Linked DNA regions of Mus musculus: region 2 is linked to region 1. The links are chromatin contacts, called in public promoter capture Hi-C maps. All regions are on one chromosome and are shown on one strand. The core of a region is the stretch at or near the end of the contact, and the rest is flanking DNA. Distances in the headings are between cores, read along the strand shown. Region 1 holds the start of Hoxd12 (homeobox D12). Region 2 holds the start of Meis2 (Meis homeobox 2).

What was found. Promoter capture Hi-C pulls out the DNA fragments that hold promoters and counts their contacts.
Region 2: a contact with region 1 is called in a promoter capture Hi-C map of embryonic stem cells, with 6 read pairs. The contact joins the promoter of Meis2 here to the promoter of Hoxd12 in region 1.

Annotation. Positions count from the first base shown.
Region 1 is chr2:74,672,078-74,677,379 of GRCm38.p6, reverse strand. Hoxd12 (homeobox D12) reads right to left here and starts at 2,367. Exons shown (of 2, transcript NM_008274.3): 1 at 1,726-2,367; 2 at 1-1,566. The coding sequence starts at 2,293. The coding sequence ends at 1,328.
Region 2 is chr2:116,062,345-116,067,646 of GRCm38.p6, reverse strand. Meis2 (Meis homeobox 2) reads left to right here and starts at 2,589. Exons shown (of 12, transcript NM_001159568.1): 1 at 2,589-2,845; 2 at 4,227-4,459. The coding sequence starts at 2,834. G630016G05Rik (RIKEN cDNA G630016G05 gene) reads right to left here and starts at 422. Exons shown (of 5, transcript NR_153841.1): 1 at 307-422.

The sequences.
Region 1 (5,302 bases), core at 1,118-3,617:
CACTGGGAATGAGGCTGGACAGATTCTATAACAGGCGTAGAGCAACTTCATTCACAATTCAGAAAACCTAGGTTTCTCAAGGTAAACCTGGCAGGGCTTGGGGCCTTAAAAGCTTTACAAGAGCTGACCACCAGTCTCTGAGAAGAGACACCCTAGCTAAGTTCTGATGGAGTTGGTGGGTGGTGGAGAGGATGGGGAAGAAGTGCTGGTTTTCTGTCCTTCAAGAGCAGCAACTACAGTCTGAGAATCTGAGAGGTTTCTTCTCCCACCCTTCAGACTCCTCAAGGAGGCATTTTTTTTGGGGGGGGGGTCTCTTCCTGTGGTGATACATTAAGGAAATTCAAGAAAGACAGACATATGGATAACTTCATTCATTCAAGAGGAGAGTCGTGGTTACAGAGTGCAGATCCTCCTCCGCCTCGCTTACTCTTCTTTCTTCCCTGTGCAGCCAAGCCTCAAAACAGGCCAGCAGCTCCCCTCACCCATAGCTCAGTTCTGGGGATCTAGTTACAGAGTGCTTGGCCTTGGCTCAGGGATAGGTGAGGCTGGAGCAGGGGAATTATGACAGTCTAGAGACCATACTTTGTTTTGGAGTCCCAGTTTCTCTCCCTGTCTCTGAGAAGGAGATCTTCCAGCCTGTTTTACTCAGCAGGAGAACCTTTGAAGCGCTGAGGTTCCAGGGTATCCTTTCCTCCCCCCCCCCCCACAAGTCTGAAGGTCTAGGGTAGCTTTTGTCCTCCCAAATCATTCAGGGCAGATGGGGGTTGTGGAATCAGGCCCTTTCCTTCCTGCAGAGTGGAGAGCCCAGCTTTGTCACAAAGGGCTTCTGCTGCGAAGGGGCTAGAGTTATCCCCAGCCCCTTGCACTGCAGCGGGGTCTCAGGGCCTTTCTACCTGCACTTATACCCGGAGCTCTAGCTAGGCTCCTGTTTCATGCAGAAAGAGCTGGATAGAGAAAGAAAAAGAAAAAGAACACGTTGAAAACCGGAAAAAACAAACCCTCATACAGTGTTTCAATAGTGAGCCCCGGATGTAAACATCATAGACAAGGACAGGTGACCCCCAGACACCATGCTGAATGTTTAAAGCCAGTGTTAGATTGCAATTCCCAAACACCTCTCAGGAGGGTCCCAAAGAGAGCTGAAAGCGAAGGGGGCTCCACTGGCCTCATCTCCAAATCTCCTCCTGGTTCCTCAGCTACAGACTGAGCCGAAGGGCGCCCAGGACCAGAGGAGTGGGAGGGAAATCTGCAGCCCCAACACCTCCTCCACAGCCAGGCCTTGGTCCAAAAGGGCAGGCTTGGCAAGGCCTCAGGCCCCCGTGGGCAGCTAATAGAGGGCCAGTGCTTGCTCGCGCTGCACTACCCGCTTCTTCTTCATACGCCGGTTCTGGAACCAGATTTTGACCTGCTGGTCGCTGAGGTTCAGCCTGTTAGACAATTCCTTACGCTTCTGCCGGTTGATGAATTCATTGACCAGGAATTCGTTCTCCAGCTCCGCAATCTGCTGCTTTGTGTAGGGTTTCCTCTTCTTGCGGGCCCTCCCCGGGGCCGCCCCCCACGGCAGGCCTGCAACAGAGCCCCGACCCATGTCAGCTCGCTCAGATCAACTGCCCGCCCCACAGACGTTCACCACTGCTGGCGGGTCTCCTCCCTGTCCAACTGTCCCTGACACCCCACCTCCCGTCCCTGCCTAAACTGGCTTGGGGGAGCATGGGCACTGTTTACCGTCGGGCAGTGAAGATCGCAGGCAAGAGGCCACCCCGGCCACTTGCACTGCCATGTTCAAGTTGAGCGGGCCTTTGGTGTCTTCCTTGAAGCTGGAGGCACAGGGGGCCCCCTGGAGCAGGGTCGCAGAGCCTGGAGCGGTCCGGCCCACACCCGCGTAGTCATACTTGGTGCCTTTGAGAGCCGAATGAACCAGACTAGACTCGGGGGCGAAGGGCGGCCTAGTCCGGCTGCGTTCCTCAGATGCGGTGGGCGCATCAGGCGTATAGAACTTGACCTGGTCTTCGGGTCCGTCCTTGGCGCCTGGAGACTGCAGGCCAATTGGCCCAGAGCCGGTCAAGTAAGGCTGAGAGAAGCCTCCAAAGGCAGAGGCGGTGGCAGGCTGCGCAGGGGTGCATGAGGCGGGCGTAGTAGCCCAGGGCAGCGCGCTGCGAGGGTATGAGATGGGGGGAAGCGCGGCCAACTGGCTGCCATTGGCTCTCAGGTTGGAAAAGTAGAAAGAGTCCGGTGACTGTAAATTCAGAAGCGAGCCCACATAGCCAGCTCTGTAGAGACTGCGCTCACACATCTCCAACAAAGGGCCTCGGCTGTGCTCGCAACAGTATTTAGTTACAACCCGGAATAGGAGGACGGGCTCAGAGGATTGGACAAAACTTTGCCTGCAGGTTCTTCAAAGCCGGTCATTTCAGCACCGCCTACATCCCCCGACCCGTCCCCACCCCCACCCCCTTTCAGGGTATTATGATAACACTCAATGTTCGACGGCGAAGGACGAGGCTGCTAGCAGAGCCAAAGCCTGTTGAGGGAGGGCGAAGCCCTTGAAAGTTTCCAGACCTCTTTCAGGAGCCGGTGACATTGGGATGAGGGTGCCTTTGCCCAAGTGTCTCTTGGGAGTTTTCCTGCTCTGGGTTAGTCTTCCCAGCCCTTATTTCGCAGGCTGCCTGGGCCGGGCTTTGCGTCTACAAACTTTAAGTTGCAATTCAGACGTTTTCCAATAAGGGTACCTGGGCTTGACTGGAGAAGAGCTGGCAGTGGCACGGACTGCTCCTGGATCTGAGCAACCAATCCTTTTTTATAGAAAGGGCCTCTAAAGTGGTCTCTGCCAAAGGCACTTGGCAGCAAGGACCCATTCACTTGACCCTGTAGCCCCAGGTCACAGACAATACAAGAGGTTGACCAAACAAAGGTGAAAGGCGGCACAAACTGCTCAAGTGTGGTACCTAAGGAATCTTCACGCTGTTCCTGACATTTGTTCCCAGGAACTGTGCTCATAGCGTTGTTATCCAGTCCCCTCAGGCAATTCCGCAGTCCGAGGAGCCAATCTTGTGAAAAATTACATTTCTTTTCTCTCCTGGGGTCATCTTGGTGACTATTCCCTACTAGCCAAGCTCCTAGCCGTCCAACTGAGAGTTGGAGGGGCAGAAAAGTCCGAGCCACCTGGCTGAGGAGGCACAGTCGCACAGGAACAATCAGCTAGCTGAGTCTCTTTTGTCGGTGCCTCCAGGCACGCGGGCCGCTGCGGGTTCACTGTCTGGGCAAAACAGGCAACGCTCCGTGTGTGTAGTAAGTGTGCTTAACCCCTGAGGCAGGGCCTTCTGGATGGTCCAGAGGGAATAAGGCTTTTCTCCTCAAGAGACTGTGTTGTGGGAGCCCGCGCTAGCCTAAAGCAGGACCCATGGTCCATGAGCCAAGCTGGAACTGGTTAGGCCCCCAGCTCTGGCAAGGAGACCACACAGGCGCCGCCGGAGGGCAAGGCTGACCACCTCGCTGGGACTTTATTGTGTGAGTTACGGCGACCAATTGGGCGGCTCTCAGGACGCAATCGTCCTCTTCCTCCAGCTCTGGGGCGGGAGGAGGGTGGGGGTGGGGGAAGTCTAAGGATCCTGGGGCATTACTAGAGTTTCCTCCTTTTCAGGAATTGGGACTCCATACTTTCTTTTCTGGTAGGTGGGAGGAGGCAGAAGTTTTAAGTCGGTTTTTAGAAGCCTTAGATTAGGTATTCGATAGCTTTCATTTTGAAGAATTCTCTCCTTTCTACTGGAGCATCCTCTGGCCTGAATTTTCAGTTCTAATAGTTCCAGCACTCTCAGAGCCCCTGCCTCCTGCACAGAGATTCCTAGGTAGTTACAGGCCTAAGGGTGCATCCTTAGACTATGGCTGCCTTATAATTATGTTTGCTTCTCAGGACCAAATACATAAGTGTGAATCAGGAATGAAAAGGACAGCTAGATTTTTTTTCCAGGTTTTTTCCCCCCCTTAATCGACCCACTTCATTCCTCCAAGTCTATAACTTTCAAGGTCTGGTAGGCAAAGTTCTTTTTGAGAAAGCTGGTGGCTGATGCTGAAGGCTGGAGACCATGAGGGAAGGTGGGAGGAGGAAGGGAGGCTTGTCTGGGATGTTGGGGGCTGGGGGGGGGGGGGAGCTGAGGAGCAGAATGGCAAGCTCTGCCAATGTCGCCAAACGCCCAGGAGATGGCGAGCGTGCTCCACGCCTGACGAGGCGCCGCCGCACGGTCAAGATCAACAGTGAAGGGCGGTGGGGCGGGCTTGGGGTCGCCAGTGCTCGCGGTCACGGCCCGCTGCCAAGGAGCTACGGACAGTCTCCGAAAGCCAGAGGTTGTAGCAACTGACCCAGACAGCGGAGCCAAGGGACCTGATGCAAGGAAGCCTGTGGCCGCGTGTTATTGTTTGACCTTTCGCCTCTGTCCTAACGTCTTTTTCACCTCTTGAATCATGAGTCAATCTGCCGATCTTGGGATCTTGGTTCCTACCCCAATCGCTAATACCGTGCCAAATTTCTGAGCGTCTCTCAGCCTAGATCTAACTGAAGGCAAAGCCTTTCCCCGAACTTCCTCGGCCTTCCGGGCTCCCCGCGGGCCTCACTTCCAGGGCCTCAGCCACTTACCCCCAGCTCTCCTCCTCCCGCAATCCCGAATATAAAAGGCACACATATAAATAACAAAGCCTTCATCTGTTCCTCATTTAGCCATCAATCCAAATACCACCAGAGAGCATTTGAGCGCAGTTTTAATCTTCAGCAAACCCCATTTCTCTTAGGCTCAGCGAAACTGACGTGCGACCTGCAGATGAAAGGAAAAACCTCGAGGCAATTCCCTCTATCCAATATAGGAAACCTGAGAAATGGACCTGTGAGATGAAGTGTGGCCTTGGAGACTAGAACCTACAGAGAGGGGGGGGAGGGAAGGAAGGGGGGGGAGGAAGGAAAAGAAAGAAAAGAAAGAAAAAGAAACGAGGGGACCGAGAGAACGGTGGTTGGGGGGGGGAACTAAGGCCACTTTTTTGTTTGTTTGTTTGGCTGGCTGGTTGGTTGTCCGCCCCCCAACATGTCTTGTGTACAAAATAGCTAAGGTATTAAGACAGAGGTCTTTCCCTAAGTGACTGAAGGGTGATGTGCTTCCCTTTCCAGGGGTTTATCCTTCATAAATTGAACCGCATTCTGCATCTGTATTTCTCTCTCTCTGCCTGTACCCTCCCCACCCACCCTCTAATAACGAAGTTGGCCTCTGTAGTTGGCAGTAAGATGTGAAACAAGACAAGCTGGACCAGAGAAAACGAA
Region 2 (5,302 bases), core at 1,340-3,839, about 41 Mb before region 1:
TCTCTCTCTCTCTCTCTCTCTCTCTCTCTCTCTCCCTCCCTCCCTCCCTCCCTCTCCCTCTCCGTCTCCCTCTCCCTCTCTCTGTAAGTCCTCTCTCTCTCTCTCTCTCTCTCACACACACACACACACACACACACACACACACACACACACACACACACCACTCTACTATACCTAACCACTCCCATCCACCCCCGCCCCCATGAGAAAGTCCAGTCAAAGGCACCCTTGCAGGAGGCGCTGCTTTCTGTCACGGGATGGTTCAGAGTTGGGGAGGGAGGCCGCAGTTGAACAGCAAACCCTTACTCTGTTTGCTATTCTCTGGGCCTGGGGCCCGGAACCCAGGGCGAGGGTGAGAAGTTGGGGAGAGGGCGCGCTCCCAGTGCGTGGCTGGGTCGCGCTGCCAGCTGCCTGGTGGCGGCAGGGTGAACCCGGCTACGCGCGCCGGGTGACCAAAGCTCCGCCCCCAGCTCTCGTCTCTCGGTGATTGACGCGCAGCCGCGGGGAAACAGCAGAGCAGAGGTAAAGCCAGCTGGAACTCCGGCCAGGGATTGGGCGGGACCCCGGCCAGAACTAGTTTCTACCAAAACCTAGTCGGGTATTTACCTTTTTAACCCTACTCGCTTCCTTTTCCTTTTGGGAAAACTTTAGGAGCCAGTCCCATGGTCCCCATCCAGCGAAATCCTCCCGGTGTAATTAACTCAGCCTTTAGCCCTCTTTACAACCGCTGCGCCCAGGGCAACCACAACAAAGCTGGGCAGCCAGAGCCAGCCACTCCTCGCAAGCATCTTCTGTCTCACATGCTTTTTAATCTTTCTCCTCCGGTGCTTCCTAGATCCAAGATTCACTTTAGAGGCGCACAGCGGTCACGCGCACGCACGCACGCGCGCGTACACACACACACACACACACACACACACACACTTGTCTACATCGGTAAACAACAAACACCAAACAACTCCCTCTCCTCTAACTCCTACCCCACTAACTCCCGCCCTACTAACTCTCATCCTGCTTTCTCCCTCCAGATTGAGCCCAGGACCCCTAGACTCTCAATGGTGGTCTACACTGTCTGCAGCGCACCGAGGGACTATGCTCCGAGTTCAGCTGCTCATATCTTGTACTAGACAAAAATGAATATTGACAAAAAGGGCTCTGCATCTGCACGAGAAAGAAAGTACCACTTAACAACAACAACAACAACAACAACAACAAAAATCCTAGCCTGGCGGTGGTGCAGTTGGCGGAGCTTGCTGCTCTAGGTTGTAGTGGCAGAGTTCGGGACCTAGTAATCCGCCGGCAGAGGAAGGGGGCCGCGGAATTAAAACGAACAAAAGCTAGAGCGCCATGCCAAACATCCCCAACGCGACCCAGTTAGGCAGGAGCCAAGAGGAGTGGTGGGGAAATAAACGAGAAGTAAGTTGAAAATAAAAAGATCTGAGTCTGTACCGTACTTTCCCTGTGGCTTTCTGCAGTTTTCCTGTCTGCGCTCTCCCTGTCCTCTTCCACCTCTCTTCCTTCCCCCTCCAATCACGCGTGTTCTCTCTCTCTCTCTCTCTCTCTCTCTCTCTCTCTCTCTCTCTCTCTCTCTCTCTCTCTCCCTCTCTCTCCCTCTCCTGTCGCTCTCCCTCCTTCCCTCCCTTCCCCCTTTCCCCCTCCCTCATCCCCCCTCCCTCCCCTCTTCCTCTCCCTCCCGCGTCGTCCCCCTGGAGAAGCAGGCTTGCTGATTTGCTCCGGTCCTCTCCGCTCCAGCCTCCCCTTCCCCAGCCCCCCCCCCCCCCCCCGGGGCCGTCCGACCGCACTCGCTGCATATCAGAGGCTCCGCGCTGCGCGCTCCTCCTCGCTCCAGCTCCCCACTCTCGGGATGTGTCTCCGCCGTAGGACGGGCTATGGCCACCACGACTTCCGGGTTCCGTCATTTCGTTCTCCCGCCGCCGACCCGCGCCGCCAAACTGAGGCTCTACTATAAGCCCGGCTGCAGCCAACCTGCCAACACCTACTGACACTCACTCATCTCCCAGAGAGAGAAAGAGAGCGCGAGAGAGCGAGCGCGAGTGAGAGCGAGCGAGAAAGAGAGAGAGGGAAAGACAAAATACCTACCAGAGAGGGGGGGAGGAAGTCCAATTTTTGCAAACTATTCATTTTTTTCTTGGTTTTCTCCTTGCTTTCTTTGAACAATACTTTAAAAAGAGAGGATCATATTAGAGCTATTTTGGGGGCAAAGCTAAAAGAGGGGGGAGGGGGGAGGAAGAATTCAAGAAGCAGAAACCCCTCGCGGAGTTTTACTGGAAGAAAAAAAAAACGGGTCTGAAAGATTGCTCCTCTTCATCATCATCAACCATCATTCATTCACTACCTTGACATTCCGGGCTTTGATTGACAGCTGGAGTGGCAAAAAGCCATGAAACTCGACAGTTCGGTTACATGTGGGCTGCTGACTGGCCGCTCGTAACCTTCAGTTCGGGGGCTTGACAATTTTTTTTCTTTTTCTTTTCTTTCTTTTCTTTTTTTTTTTCAACTAAGAGGAAAAGAAGAGAAAGAGGAGTAAAGGAGGACCGAAGAGGAGGAGGAGGGGAGGGGGAGGAGGGGGAGGAGGAGGAAGATCAGGAGGAGGAGGAAGAAGAGGAAAAAAGAGAAAAAGAAGAAATATCACTGAAAAAAATTCTTCGTTTTCTTGACTGGGCTTTCCCCACCCCCCAAAAAATAACATTGGAAAATTGGGAGAAGTCTCCTTGGTTTGGAAAAAAAGGACTCTTCAACCTAGCTCACTTTCTTATCCGGACTGGGATATTAAATATACGACACATCCAGGAGTTTATTGGAGCGCAGACTGATGGCGCAAAGGGTAGGTTTAAATCTCCAACACTTACCTAGATATAAATCCTCTCCTACAGGGCCCTGCCCCATGCCTTCTCTCCCTTTGAGCTGGCTGCTGCTGGTTGCTTGATGATGATGGCGGCCAGTATTTTAAAAAATAGTAACAAAATTATTCACCGGCTTCTTTCCCCCCTGTGCCTCTGCGTGTGTGAGAGTGTGTGTGCGTGCGTGTGTGCGTGTCTGGCCGCGCGTGTCCCAGCGCTGAGCGAGCGGGCGGGCGGCGAGAGCGTGTGAGTGGTGTGTGTGTGTGTGTGTGTGTGTGTGTGTGTGTGTGTGTGTGTGTGTGTGTGTGTGTACTTGTGTGCAATTGTTACACGCTTTCGCCTCGCTCCAGCTTTTACCCCGGCAGCGTGATTCCCCGGGTTCTCTGCGGGCGGCGAGAGCGTGTGAGTGGTGTGTGTGTGTGTGTGTGTGTGTGTGTGTGTGTGTGTGTGTACTTGTGTGCAATTGTTACACGCTTTCGCCTCGCTCCAGCTTTTACCCCGGCAGCGTGATTCCCCGGGTTCTCCTGCCGCCGCCGCTGCGCCTCTTTCGCCGCTACTCGCGCGGCTCCGGGCGGGCGCGGGCTGCGTAGGAGCCGCCGGCGTGGGGCCGCGCTGCCTAGACTAGCCCCGGCTGCTTGTTTTGTCTCTGAAATTGACAAGGACGCAGGGAATCCGCTGCTAAATAATGTTTCTGGTAACTTTCACGTTATTCCTCCCCACCCTCAGCTCCTAGCCCCCGGGGAGGCACCGACCCTAGTCTTCCCTTGTCCTTGCCGTTCTCGGCCTGATTATTAGCGTTTTTCTTCTCTTTATTTTGTTTCATTTCGCCCTTTGATTTATTGGATCTCCTGGAGGAGGCGAAGGGGGGTAAGGGGTGGGATCCGGGGCTTCCTTCTCTTGCTAACTCCACTTCTCCCTGGGTTGGCTCGCTGGGGTTCTGCAGCCTCCAGCGGGAGCGGGGCCTCCCTGTGCCCCCCCACCCCCCACCCGGCGTCCCCGGCCTCTCCGCCTGATCTGCCTTCCCTGAATGCTGCTCTCGGCTCAGACTTTAATTTTAAAATTTACGACATCCTCTCCCAACTTTCAAATCTGTTTTTTCTCCTGGTTTGGTTTGTAGTGTGTTTAACTTGTGTCCGGTACTTTTCTTTTTTTCTGACTTTGTTTTTATTCTCTCTCTCTCTCTCTCTCTCTCTCTCTCTCTCTCTCTCTCTCTCATCCGTCTTTACACCCCCTATCTCTATTCCATCCCCACTCCTCTGTACCCTCTTTTCTTTGCTCCGGGTTCCTTTGCTTTCCTGCCTCTGCCCCCCTGGGTTCTCTCTTACTCTGTGCCACCGCCCCCTCCTCTTGCCCGGGCTCTGACAGTACGATGAGCTGCCCCATTACGGCGGGATGGACGGAGTAGGGGTTCCCGCTTCCATGTACGGAGACCCTCACGCGCCGCGGCCGATCCCCCCGGTTCACCACCTAAACCACGGGCCGCCGCTCCACGCCACGCAGCACTACGGCGCGCACGCCCCGCACCCCAATGTCATGCCAGCCAGCATGGGATCTGCTGTCAACGACGCCTTGAAAAGAGACAAGGACGCAATCTATGGGTAAACCGACCCCCGGACCCAGCTTACTGTGTGTGAGTGTGTGTGAGTGCGTGTGCTTGTCTCTGGTGGTGATGGTGGTGGTGGAGGTGGTGGTGATTGTGGTGGTGTTAGGGTGGACCAGGGAGGCTAAGTGGGGACTTAATTCTGCATGAGGAGACAGACTGCTTGCAGTAGAGAAAGACAAGGGAGAGAGCCTGATCTTGAGTCAAAGACCAGAAAAATAGAACCTTCTCTGCTCCCTTGGTTCGGCCTCTCCAGACCCCACGGTCCAATGTAAGAACTGAGTCTTTAAATCTTGCCGGCCGGGCCTTCTCCCCAAGGACACGAATCCTGGCCAAAAGGCACAGGGCTGGTTGTCTCGGGCTGCCTAACACAGGCCTTGATTAAGAGGAAAGTTTTCTGCAGCCGAGAAAAAACTTCCAGTTGCCCTTTCTTTCTTCTTTTCTCTCACTCTTTCTTCTTTCCTTTCTTTCTTTCTTTCTTTCTTTTTCTCCCTCCCCTCCCCTTTCTGCTTCCTACTGAGGGCCTGGGAGTCACTAAACGCAGCTTGAGCTGGAATCAGGGCAGCTTCTGTCGGCCAGGAAGTCCTAATCACTCACTTCTTAATTCTCTGTAAATAAAGGGGGCAGACCTTGAAGTGCAGCGGGGTGGAAGAGACTGCCGCTTACACACACAGCCGTTCTTGGGAGTCAGGGAAATGGCTGGAAATTATTTTATATTCGGAGAGATTAGGGAGGGGTGGGCAAGCACGGTCCAAGCGAGTACTAGCCCGGCTCTTCCGGCTGAGGGTAGGTGGGGAAGGCGGCGGGATGCCGAGGGGAGGGGACAGTGGGTAAACAGCAA